Regions from separate parts of the Rattus norvegicus genome. Here all the other regions are linked to region 3. A link is a contact called in public Hi-C and HiChIP or PLAC-seq data. All regions are on one chromosome and are shown on one strand. Each heading gives the region's core, a stretch centred on a gene start, on an enhancer-like site or on the middle of the called end of the contact. The rest is flanking DNA. Distances are from core to core; before and after follow the strand shown. Region 1 has its middle 19 kb from the start of Gtf3c6. Region 2 holds the start of Gtf3c6 (general transcription factor 3C subunit 6). Region 3 has its middle 30 kb from the start of Slc22a16.

Evidence for each region. A called contact is a pair of places that touch in the nucleus more often than the background predicts. HiChIP or PLAC-seq counts read pairs in DNA pulled down with a chosen protein or histone mark.
Region 1: a contact with region 3 is called in an H3K27ac HiChIP or PLAC-seq map of oligodendrocytes, with 6 times the contacts expected there. The contact joins two enhancer-like sites. A contact is called at or near these places in 1 of 12 Hi-C or Micro-C datasets (the A7r5 cell line) and 1 of 1 datasets of contacts at active chromatin or transcription factors (oligodendrocytes).
Region 2: a contact with region 3 is called in a Hi-C map of liver, with 5 times the contacts expected there. The contact joins the promoter of Gtf3c6 here to the enhancer-like site in region 3. A contact is called at or near these places in 12 of 12 Hi-C or Micro-C datasets (the A7r5 cell line, the Rat2 cell line, Schwann cells and 7 more) and 1 of 1 datasets of contacts at active chromatin or transcription factors (oligodendrocytes).

Annotation. Positions count from the first base shown.
Region 1 is chr20:45,239,688-45,244,137 of GRCr8, reverse strand. No RefSeq gene overlaps it. Among named protein-coding and RNA genes, the nearest start is that of Gtf3c6, 19 kb to the right of the region's middle. Within about 2 kb of position 2,732, at least 53 of the 93 cell types and tissues checked have an H3K27ac peak or open chromatin away from gene starts, as enhancers often do.
Region 2 is chr20:45,220,096-45,224,416 of GRCr8, reverse strand. Gtf3c6 (general transcription factor 3C subunit 6) reads left to right here and starts at 1,529. Exons shown (of 6, transcript NM_001108537.1): 1 at 1,529-2,128; 2 at 2,488-2,568. The coding sequence starts at 2,042. LOC120099037 (small nucleolar RNA U3) reads right to left here and starts at 1,218; the gene lies at 1,005-1,218.
Region 3 is chr20:45,495,281-45,499,254 of GRCr8, reverse strand. No RefSeq gene overlaps it. Among named protein-coding and RNA genes, the nearest start is that of Slc22a16, 30 kb to the left of the region's middle. Within about 2 kb of position 1,789, at least 48 of the 93 cell types and tissues checked have an H3K27ac peak or open chromatin away from gene starts, as enhancers often do. A contact at or near this core is called in Schwann cells and prefrontal cortex, where this site is marked.

The DNA of each region.
Region 1 (4,450 bases), core at 1,483-3,982, 260 kb after region 3:
GATATTTAATCGCACTATGGTCCCTCAGATTGTGTTCTTTACTGAATGACCAAGCCAGCTCAGTCAGCCGAACAGGGTCTCAAGGGAGGGAGTGAGAATGGAAAAGAAAAAGACAACTAGAAAACATAACATGACTCCAGTCAGGGTTGAGGCTGACGGGGGGGGGGGGGGGGTGTTATCCTTCTCCAGCCTGCTTTTATACCATTCTAAGTACATGCAAAGAGTAAGGTCAGTTCTAAGTCAAGGAGCAAGCTAGGCAACAAAGTCCGGTGATCACTGTTTCTAGGGGCTTATCAGGTTGCCCAAGATTAAAGGAATAACACACCCTCCTCCGCTGAGTTAACCCAAATGTAAATATTCTTATCTCAGCCTACTTCCCTGTCTTAGCCCAGAGTCAAATTTCTGCCCAACTTCTAGAAGTGGCCCCAAAAGTTCTCCATACAGGGGTGGTGTGTGTGTGTGTGTGTGTGTGTGTGTGTGTGTGTCTGTCTGTCTGTCTGTCTGTCTGTCTCTAGTTGTGGTGTGACTTATCCTCGTCCTTTAGCACACACCTTTAATCCTTCTGGCTAGATTATAGACATGGCCTTAGTACACACCTTTTACATTTTTAAAATTTTTCTTAAATTTATTTATTTATTATATATAAGTACACTGTAGCTGTCTTCACACACACCAGAATAGGGCATCAGATCTCGTTATAGATGGTAGTGAACCACCCTGTGGTTGCTGGGATTTGAACTCAGGACCTCTGGAAGAGCAGACAGTGCTCTTAACCACTGAGCCATCTCTCCAGTCCCCCACACCTTTTTCTTTTAAAAAAAAGGTTTATTTATTCTATATAACCACACTGTAGCTGTCTTCAAACACACCAGAAAAGGCATCGAACCCATTACAGATGGCTGTGAGCCACCATATGGTTGCTGGAATTTGAACTCAGAACCTCAGGAAGAGCAGTCAGTGCTCTTAACCACTGAGCCAACTCTCTAGCCCTGGTACACACCTTTAATCTCAAACAAAAGAGGTAAAATTACTTCATAGAAAGAAGTATCCATGTTTGAAAGTGATGTCCAGTTGAGTGGCAGACAAAGTGAGAAATCAGAACTCTGTGAGTTCAAGGTCCGTCTGGTCTACAGAGCAAGTTTCAGGACAGAGAAACCCTGTGTTTAAAAACAACAAAACAGGGGCTGGGGATTTAGCTCAGTGGTAGAGCGCTTACCTAGGAAGCGCAAGGCCCTGGGTTCGGTCCCCAGCTCTGGAAAAAAAAAAAGAACCAAAACAAAACAAAACAAAAACAAACAAACAATGCCCCCAAACCAAAACCAAAATAAATAAAAAACATTTTTCTTTCTTTTGCTTTCTTCTTTCCCTTCATTTCCCCCCTAGTCCCATCCTTCCCTTACATTTTATCCTCTTCTGAATTGGTAAAGTACTCTACCAGAAGGCTTTCCCTAGGATGAGCTGAGAGAGGCTATAGGCTGTCCCACCAAGATCAGAGCCTGTGACCCCAAAGCACCGCCCTTCCGGAAACCAACATTTGAGTGAATTTGGTAAGCAATGAGCTGGAATCCTTACAAGCAAGTCTCTTTCCTGTTGACCGTGCCCACCATGGAATATTAATTTAGTATCTTGGTTGTGACGTACCAGGCATACAAGGTGCAAGACACCATAAGTGCTTCTTCGCTGAGCTGAACTCCAAGACTAACATGGGAATATAGGGCGGCCTCGCTGTGCTGAGCCACCAGGGTGCTACAGTTAATAAGAGTAAGCCATCAAGGGGTTGGGGATTTAGCTCAGTGGTAGAGCGCTTGCCTAGGAAGCGCAAGGCCCTGGGTTCGGTCCCCAGCTCCGAAAAAAAAAAAAAAAGAACCAAAAAACAAAACAAAATAAAACAAAACAAAAAAAAAAGAGTAAGCCATCATTAAAGTCTGTGAACATCACAGTACTTCCTAGAGGGGGATGAACCTGATACGTGGGCCACCGATTTAATTAGCATAAAGAAACATAAATATTTGTGAGAAATGACATTGAAAAACTGGTTTCACAACTCCCGTATAGTACTCGCTCGGGAAGTCATCGTTTGATGAGACCTACAATCTATCTGCAAGACGTTTTGCACAGTAAGATGGGACAGAGACTTGAACAAGGCTATATCCCTCCAGGAGGGTCACATAGTGGAAACTGGTCTCATACAGATAAGTGCCTAACGAAGGGGGGAAGCTCACAAACCCAGACAGGAACCGGGACTTCCTATCTGGAGAACACAGTGCGCTCTTTTCACAGCAAGCGCTAGCAGACTGCTGTAACAGTGGGTGCAGTGAATGACGCTGCAGTTCCAGCTCTGTCCGCATCCTACGCCGCTCACCGTCCTCCCTTCTCTCTCAACCACAAGACCCTTTTGTTCCTGAAGAGGATCAAGGCTGCTGGCATTAGGGGGCCTCGGGGTTATGTGGCCCAGTCTTCCTATTTTTTGACGCAGCCTAAAGCAGCTGAAGAGCTTGCTTATCGTGTCAGGGTACAGCTCAGCGGTGGAGCGCTGGCCCAGCACGTGTGGGGTGGAAAAGCGGCCCTGAGTCGTTTTCCTTTTGCTTCTTTATTGCGAGTGGTCCCCATAGTCAAGTTTTATGTTCTGCTGTATGTTTCTAGACACATCTCTTGTTCTTCTTCACGACCGATCCAGAGTGTGACCTTGGGAGCAGAAAGTCAGCCCTGTTCTCTTCAGTGGACTCGGCTGCCAAGCCCAGCTCTGCAAGGTTATGCTCACAGTGAAGCTTTGTTCCTTCTCTGGGAGACCGCCAGCCCTGTTAAACACAGCAATCACGAGAAAATGTAAACTACTTTATCTTAGTGTGTTTTACCCTTTTCCTCCAAGCTTTCACAGACAAACGGATGGACAGACAGACAGACAGACAGAGAGACACACACACACACACACACACACACACACACACATATTGAGATAGGATCTCACTCAGGATGGCCTGAGACTCACTGTGTAGCCCAAACTGGCTTGGAATTTCTTGTGATCCTCCTGCTTCAGCCTTACAGGGAGATACGTAACCTAGCAGTTAAAAGTTCAGTGTGTGTGTGTGTGTGTGTGTGTGTGTGTGTGTGTGTGTGTGTTTCTGTGTGTATATGGTGTATGTGCATATGTGTGTGCATAATGTGTGTTTCTGTGTGTATATGGTATATGTGTGTTGTATGTATGTATATATGTAGGGTGTGTTTCTGTGTGTATATGGTATATGTGTGTTGTATGTATATATGTAGGGTGTGTTTCTGTGTGTATATGGTGTATGTGTGTGTGTGTTGTATGTATGTATATATGTAGGGTGTATTTCTGTGTGTATATGGTGTATGTGCATGTGTGTGTGTTGTATGCAAGTATTTATGTAGGGTGCGTTTCTGTGTGTATATGGTGTATGTGCATGTGTGTGTGTTGTATGTATGTATATATGTAGGGTGTATTTCTGTGTGTATATGGTATATGTGTGTGTGTTGTATGTATGTATATATGTAGGGTGTGTTTCTGTGTGTATATGGTGTATGTGACAGCTGTCAGAGGTTGTTTCTCTACTTCTACTTCTACCTTGAAAAATTTGGGGATTGAACCTAGGCAGCTCTACTGAGATGTCGTGCTGGCCCTAAAACAACTCCTCCTCCTCCTCTTCCTCCCCCTCTTCCTCTTCCTCTTCCTCCTCCTCTTCTTCTTCTTCCTCCTCTTCCTCCTCCTCCCTTTACATATATGAATACATCGTCACTCTCTTTAGACACACTCAAGAAGAGGGCATCAGATCCTATTACAGATGGTTGTGAGCCACCATGTAGTTGCTGGGAATTGAACTCAGGACCTCTGGGAGAGCAGTCGCTGAGCCATCTCTCCAGCTCCTTCCTCTTCTTTTTGAGACAGGTTCTTTCTATGTCACCCTGGCTTTCCTGGAACTGACAGAAATCTGTTTGCTTCTGCCTCCTGAGTGCTGGGATTAAAGATGTGTGCATCTCACTTGGCAAAGCATCCACTTTAAGTGAAACCGAGGAGTCCAAAAACCTTGGGAATAAAATTTTCAGTTCCCTCGGGAAGTATGCTGGGCTCCTCAGAGGGAGCTGCTGACCATGTGCCTTTAGTCAGTGATGGCCCTGACTGAGGGAGGGTAAGTCTGCAGCTGAGTCAGCTCCTGGGACAGTGAGCTGAGGAGATAACAAGGCCAGATCTGAGCTTGTTCCAAAAATTCTCCAAGGCCTCACCGAATATAATAAAACTGACATAGCAACCAATCAAAAGTGTACTAATGTCACTACACTTCCTCTACCAATCGTGTTAGAGGTTACCTTACCTAACCCTTGTGGAAAATTCCCCCAGCCCTGCATAAAAGGGGCCAGCTAGCCCCTCAAGTCATTGCCATTTTGATGAATGGTTGACCCCTGCGTGCTGGTGGTTTCTGCAGAATAAACA
Region 2 (4,321 bases), core at 280-2,779, 270 kb after region 3:
TTCAGGCAAGCGCTCTGCCATTGAGCTACATCCCAAAGCTTGCACTTCATTTTCTCATCCATGTAAGGTACAAGTTTACAACAGAATAACAAAAACTTACTGTATATAACTTATGTAACCGCAAAATGTTCATTTCTGAAACAAAATGTTACCTCTAAAGGATCTTTTACAAGAATTATGGTATAAAACATGGCATGGTGGTGTATACCTTTAATTCCAGCACAGGCAAAGGCAGGAGGAGGCAAGCCTGATCTACAAGATGAGTTTCAGAACAGCCAGGGCAGTTATAAACAGAGAAACCCTGTCTCGAAAAGCCAAAAAGAGAGAGAAAAGAAAGCAATAAACTTTCTCATATAAGCTTTTCATATAAAAGAATAATAAGGAGCAGATTGTTAAGTCACTTGTCGCCTCCTAGTGGCAGTGTTTGAATATTGCGATCAATATCACATTTAAAAACATAGAAACTGTTTCTGGATCCCTTCTCCCTTCTTATTTAGTTAATAGTATTCAAAAAAAGCCTTTTAAAAAAAGTTAGTGGGGGAAAAATAAAAAGGGGGTGGGGGCTGGAGAAATAGCTCAGCGGTTAAGAGCACCGACTGCTCTTCCAGAGGCCCTGAGTTCAACACCCAGCAAGCACATGGTGGTTCACAACCATCTGTAATGGGATCTGATGCCCTCCTCTGGTGTATCTGAAGACAGCTACAGTGAACTTGTGTATGATACATTTAAAAAAAAAGTGGGGCACGTGACCATGCAGGCACTGTCATAAGACAACATGAAAAGCAATCCAGTCACCAGCAGCTTTAGCACGAAAAAAACCTTTAGTTTTAGCTGTAGAGAGAAGAAACAGGAAAACACAATGAAAACCTTCTTCAAATGAAAAAGGACCTAGCTGTGACCAGACCTAGAGACGTTTTGTGGTCAGCTTGCAGCCATACCTACTCGCAATGACTAGGTATTAACACCAAGGTTAGTTCTAATCTTTAAACAAGGAATAAAAAGAAACCACTCAGACTGCGTTCTCTCCCTCTCGAACCTCAGAGAGGATCGAGAACGATCATCAATGGCCAATAGCAGTTGCAGGAAGCAACACTAAGAGCCGGCTTCACGCTCAGGAGAGAACGCTACGTCTCCTCCTCGTGGTTTCGGGTGCTCTACACAGTCAGAGAAACTTCTCTAGTAACGAACTATAGAAATGATCCCTGAAAGTATAGTCTTGCCTGAGCACTGCCAACCGCCACGACGTCACACGCGGCAGCCCATTTTTTACAAATGGTGACATTTCCCCCCCCCACCCCGCAATAGTCTCCAAAGAAATACCACACACATGCATTTCGAAGCTGAGTTTATATAGTCTTTTGCAAAAAAAAATCATCCTGAATAATTATTAACTGTAAACTAACTCAGATTTACGTCCATAATTAACATATCGAAGATGGCAGCCAATCATACGCCAGTGTCTTCAGTCGCCCAAACAAAACCACTTCCGGACCGGTTTTTAAAGGGTGTGTGCGGTTTCTTAGGTTGCATTTTGTTGTGAGATGGGTGTTTGTTTCCTCTCCTTTCCGGATTGCACCCTTGCAATCTTCCCCGGGTAACATTCGGTAGCATCGCTGCTGCGTTTGTGTGAACTATGTAGCCACCCTGGCCTAGAGTTTGCGTTAATCTTCTTCCCTCCGCACCTTTAGTTGCTGGGATGAAAGGTGTAGGCCACCATTGATTCTCTAGTCTTATGTGCAGCAGACAATGTATGTGAGGTTTTTAAGTAGGAGGTGGATGCAGTTGATTAGCTCATCTCAGCTACTTACTGAGTTCAGAGCAGCCTGAGCTCTATGAGCCACGTTCCTCAAAGTGGGGCTAAATATCCTAAATTCCCAAAGCTCGGAGCGTGTTTTAGTCTCCACGAGGGAGCCCCTTACGGAAGCCTGGCGTCGCCATCTTGCTCCCTGGCGAGGCGTGTGTGCGTCATGCGCCGCAATGGCCGGATAGGGGACGCCGCTGCCCGTATCTAAGATGGCGGCTGCAGGGGGCGTGGCCAGCGATGGAGTCTCTGAGCGCTATGGCGGCGGCAGTGGATCCCAGTTGGGAGGACGAAGATGAGGAGGAGGAAGAAGAGGAGATAGAGGAGGTTGTAAACGCGGGCCAGAGGCCTGCAGGGTCGGCGTTCTTGGCTGAGCCACCCCAGGGTGGGGAAAGGAGTCCAGGATGCGGACAGCGTGAGGGAGGCCCGTAGATCGCTCGCTTGCTTTCAGAAGCCTGAGAAGCCTTGGAGGGCTAGCTCCAGTTCGGATTTACCCATTCTAGAAAGAATTGAGGTAGTCTGGGCTGTTCCAGAGGTAGTAGGTTTCCACCAGAAACTAGATCGAGTTTTCGCAGAGGAATTTGGGGCATTTCTTGTTTACTGTCCCCTATTAACCTTATTAATACAACCTTACTAACTTATACTTATACGTATACAACCTTATTAACTTTGCTTTCTTCCACCAGGAGCAGTTTGTTCTGGTGGAATTGTCAGGAATTATTGATACAGACTTTCTCTCCAAATGTGAAAATAAATGCAAGATTTTGGTGAGTCTTAGAATTCGGGGAGTGTTGTAGCTACAGAAAGCCATCCCGTCTTCAAAAAACCTGGAGAAGACACAATCTATAGTATTAAGTTATTGCCTGATGGTGGTGCATACCTTAATCCCAGCACTCTCAAGGCAGAGGCAGGAGGATCTCTTGAGTCTGAGGCCTGCTTGGTCTGCAGAGAGAGTCCCCAGGGCTATTACACAGAGAAATCCTGTCTTGGGGGCTGGGGGGGGGGGGATGAAGTTAATTGTTATAAAAGTTTTTGGGCAAAATCCTTGGCTCCAAATATTTAAACAAGCTAATTTCTGCCACTTACCCAAACATACCAATCAGAGATTAGTAGTATGGTGGACATAGCAAGTTCCAAGACAGACAGACCCATAGAGAGACCCTGTCTCAAAACAACAGAAAGTCTACTCAGGCATAGTGAACATACTCTTAATCCCGCTCAATGCATGGGAAGCCCAAACAGGCATATCTCAGTGGGTTGAGGCCAGCCTGGGCTACATAGTAAATTCCAAGCCAGCCAGGAAACAGAAACCCTGTTGAAAAAACAAACAAAGAAAAACCCTGTAAAACAAAAACCAGAGATGAACAGCAGGATAAGGGAGATTTAAACAGTGTGGCCATGTTGGAAGGAGATAATCCACAAAGGGCTGACAAGAACTTTGATGTTATATAGAAAAGGGAATATGGAGGCAGAATAGGTGATCTTGGCCAGACCTATGGTCCTGTTGATCACCATTTTGGTTCTGGTTCTGTAAGGGGTTCTAGAGAAATTAAAAAAAAAAAAAAGTCACCCAAGAGGGAGGGGCAAAATGGTTGCCTTGATATTACTGCTCCTGCTGTAGTCTACGTCCTGCCGTGGGTTGGTGAGTGAGTGGTCTTTCAAAGCTTCTGTTATTTGGCATTAATTCAGGTCTCTTGTCAGAAAGCTGTTTATTGATCAGTTTTGTTTTTCCTATCCAAGATAACTTCTAGAGAAAATGAGTGACCCAGGAGGGGAAAAGTTAAAGAGGCAAAAATAGTGAGTGAGTGAGTGAGAGAGAGAGAGAGAGAGAGAGAGAGAGAGAGAGAGAGAGAGAGAGAGAGAATATGAATGAGAATATGGAGTTAGGACAGTACATGTGTCTCTGACAGAATATTATGGGATATTGGGGATATATGTTGCTATGGAAAGTAAGATGCAGAGGAAACATAAAGGAGGATTTACCAGAAGCTCTCAGAAAAGCTAAACTGGATAAGAGGGGAAGTTATCTAGTTATCTATTGGGAAACTGATACAGGGCAGGAGGTAGCCTTTTCTCTGGTAACAAGTACTTCTGAGGTGAGAAGCACAAACTTGCAGGCAGAAGCTTCAACAGAAGAAGTATTTAGGCTGAGGAGAGGGAGACAGTGAGGAGAGAGAGATTCGTGGTGCCTATGGCAGAGGAAAGGATCTATGGTCTTTCATTGGACGTATCCAGGGATGATGCAGTATCTTGTATCATCGTGGGGGTACCCAGGGTTCAATACGTTCGTGTTTATCTATAAGCATGGAATTTTACAGAGATACTTTCCTGCAATGAGAGATGATTTAGCTATAAACTTTGTTTCGTTTTTGTCTTTTGAGACAGGGTTTCTCTGTGTAGCCCTGGCTATCCTAGAACTAGCTCTGTAGACCAGGCTGGCCTTGAACTCAGAGAGCTGCCTGCCTCTGCCTCCTGAATGCCGAGGTTAAAGGTGTGCGCCACCAAGCCCGGTGATGGTTC
Region 3 (3,974 bases), core at 540-3,039:
AGAACCGGGGCTGGGGATGTAGCTTAGTGATAGAGGAAGAGAGTGTGTGAGAGCAGTATGAGGTCCTGGATCCAAAGTCCAACAAAAAGAGAGAGGGGGAAGGAAGGGAGGGAGGGGAAGCAGGGTGGGGAAGGAGGGAGGAGAGGGAGGGAGGAAAAGTAGGGAGGAGGAGGGAGGGAGGAGAGGGAGGGAGAGGAGGGAAGAAGGAAGGACAATAGAAAGAGGAAAGGAAAAAGAGTTCTGCTGCAATGTTTAGCAGCTAAATAACACCTGTGTCTTCGTTTAGACTTTTCGTTACCTACTCTTCAACAGTCAGTACCAGACAATTCAAAGCCCAGGCTTTGAACTACCTGCTGATTACATAACCTTGGGCAAATAAATTGTCTCTGTGTGCCTCAGTTTTCCAATCTGTAAAGTGGGAGAGACAAAACACCTGCTTCACAAGATTGAGAGGATTACGTGAGTTAAACTATAGAATATTATTCAGAACAGCGCCTAGTACACAGTAAAAACACTCTGTGTGTCAAGTATTACTAATACTTGAAAACAATAATACCCAGCTACTGCTAGGGGTGGTGATGCACATCTGTACTTTCAGCACTAGAGAGGCTGAAGCAGGAAGACCAGGGGTTTAAGGGCAGCCAACATGAGCTGCATGAGTCTCAACACAAAATCAGTAGAGAAAGGTGAACAGTCACCAAGCTACAAACCCTCGGATCTACGATGGTGACCAGCCTGCAAGATATGTTGGTGCAACAGTGGCAGAGCACACGAGGGGGTAACCAACCAACATCTGATTGATTTAAGGCCCACACTGTGAGACGGAATCCTTGCCTTGGGTTGTCACGAACCTGAGACGAGGTAGACCATAGACTTAGGGCGAGATCAAATACTACAGTTCTGCTAAAGGGACATAGCAATAACATGACTCCTAATGGCATCCTGCTGTACTCAGACCAGCGTCTTCTCGCATGGCCATTGTCAGAGCAGCTCCTTCCTGCAGAAGATGGAAACAGAGATATAAACAGCTGGACCGTGTGCAGAGAGTGAGAGGACCTCAGAACACACATGTGTGTGCACACATACACATACACACAAGCACACACACATACATACATGTGCAGACACATACATACACAAAAACACATATACATACAAGCACACACATGTGCACACACATAAACACACACATATACACAAACACACACATACACACAAACACACACATACACACAAACACGCACATGCACACATGTGCACATGTACACACATACACACAAACACACATACACGCAAGCACACACATGTGCACACACATAAACACATACACACAAACACATACACACATGTGCACACAAACACACACATACACACATGTGCACATGTACACACACAAACACAAATATACACACATATACATACATAAGCACACATACACACATACACACACATACATGCACATATACACACATACAAACACACTAATGCACACACATACACATATATACACACATTAAAAACACACACATACAAGCACACACACACACACACAGAGGAATCCTATTAAAACCCAAAACTGGGGAGATGTCTCCATCAGACCCCTCCCCTCAGGGATCAGGGAACCCCAAGGAAGAGGAGGCAGAGAATGTAAGAACCAGAGGGGACAGAGGACACAAGGAAACAGGGCCTTCTACACAGCACATTGACTCGCAGAGGCTATGGCAGCATTCGCGGGGCCTGCATGGCTCTGCACCTGATGGGGGCCGAGGACTGAGAGGAAAAGTGGGCACAAGTTCCACCCCTAGCCCAGAAGCTATCTCCAGTTGATAACCACTCTCTGGGGAATCAAACCACTCTTAAAGCCAGGCCCCAGAGCCTATGCCCAGCAGTAATGACCAACACAAGATGAATACAGTGGCACCTTGAGACAGACTTTGTCCCATAATGTCATGCCAGTCCCCTCTTTTTTTCTTTTCTTTTTTTTTCAGAGCTGGGGACCGAACCCAGGGCCTTGTGCTTGCTAGGCAAACGCTCTACCACTGAGCTAAATCCCCAACCCCGCCAGTCCCCTCTTTTAACCTTACATGTTCCTTGCATATACATTGTGGCTTCTGGTTTTGTGTTTTTAATGGGATTCCTGTGTGCGTGCATGTGTGTGTGTGTGTGTGTGTGTGTGTGTGTGTGTGTGTGTGTGCGTGCACTCACACATCACATCTACATGTGTTCCTCATGTTATTTCTTTGGTTCTTTTTCTTCTCTTTGTTTTGTCCTATTCCAATTTGTTTTTTTTTTTTTTACCTTATTTTATTTTATTACCATCCCTTGGAAGCCTGAAAGGGTGTGGATCCAAATGGAGAGGAGAAGGAGGACTTGGAGGATGGGAAACTAGAATCAGAATAGATTGAAAGAAAAAAATCTATTTTCAATAAAAGGGAAAAAGGAAGAAAATAAGGGAGAAAAATTAATATATAATATGGAGACCCACTAGGACCCCCCCCCCCCAGGCTCTTCCCAGGATGTCAATCTTTCCCACAGCCACTCCTAAGGGACACCCCAGCACAGACTCTTTCTGTGTGGTCCATCAGTGCCACCAGTCACACAAGTCACCCGGCTCCCTCCTCCCTCTATCCTCAACTCTGGAGAAAAAACAGCTGAAAACCAAACAAGAACTTGTCCCCGAGGAACTGATCCAAAGGGCTCAAGGCCTGGCAGTGCCAGGGAAAGGACAAAGAACACACAGGCTTGTCTTTGTCATGACTGACCCCTGCTCACAGCCAGCTCTATGAGAAAACGCCTTTCTTTCCCCGAGGTAACTGAATCCAGTTGTGGATTGAGGTTATGTTAATGAGGTTTAAGAAAGCTGTGTGTCTTAGATTTGTGTGTTCCAGATGAGCTTGCCTTCTTTCCTTCTTTCTTTCTTTCTTTCTTTCTTTCTTTCTTTCTTTCTTTCTTTCTTTCTTTCTTTCTTTCTTTTGGTTAACTCCTGCTAGGCAGGATCCCTGGGCATCCCTGGACAGTATAATCCTGGTGTGCACTCACCCGAGATCTATGTTGGGAGTCCTTTAGACTGAGAACTGGTCCAAGACAAGCCCTCTGAACACTGAGTTCTGCTCTTTAATAAATAGCCTTGAGGTAATTGTTCAAACAACTCAATTTCCAGAAAGACTTTAGATTGGCTTTATTGTGATTCCTTCCCGATGGAGCTTCTTTCTCTGATTAACTGCTTTTTCTGGGGACCCCCCCAGGAGACTTGGGGGTGTCTGGAATTGCTGGCCATGTCAGATTTTGTTTTATCTTGTCTCGGGGCTATTACTGCTTGCTAACTGTGAAGAAGGGAATGCAGTAGATCCTGTTCTAGTCTCCGCCACCCACCCACAACAGGACTGCAGGTCTTGCGCCACCCAACTGCCGGCCTGCCCCGGGGCCGTCATTCATCCATTCTTTGCCAGAAGCTCTTCAGAAGCGCAGACTCTACTGTTTTCAACATGACTTTGGTGGTCTTTTTTTTTTTTTTAGGTTTATTTATTTGTTATATATAAGTACACTGTGGCTGTCTTCAGACACACCAGAAGAGGGCGTCAGATCTCATTAAAGATGGTTGTGAGCCACCATGTGGTTGCTGGGATTTGAACTCAGGACCTCTGGTAGAGCAGTCAGAGCTCTTAACCGGTGAGCCATCTCTCCAGCCCGACTTTAGTGGTCTTACATTGGCAAAACACTCCTCATGGGAAACACCAAAAGCTGTGAATTCAATTAAAAGTAGAGAGGTTTCTTCCCTAGACAGAAAAACAAACGATTCTTGGTAGCCATACTGGTTGCAGGATTCTGTGTGTGGACACTATGGTGTGTGGCAGTCCCTCCTGCCCTCAAGCCCCATGTGCTCAGTCCTCCGGTTTCTGCTCTGATGACTGCTTGATTACCCGTGTCACTCGGGGTGTTTGACACACGTAAACATGTCACAGTTTAGTAACTAT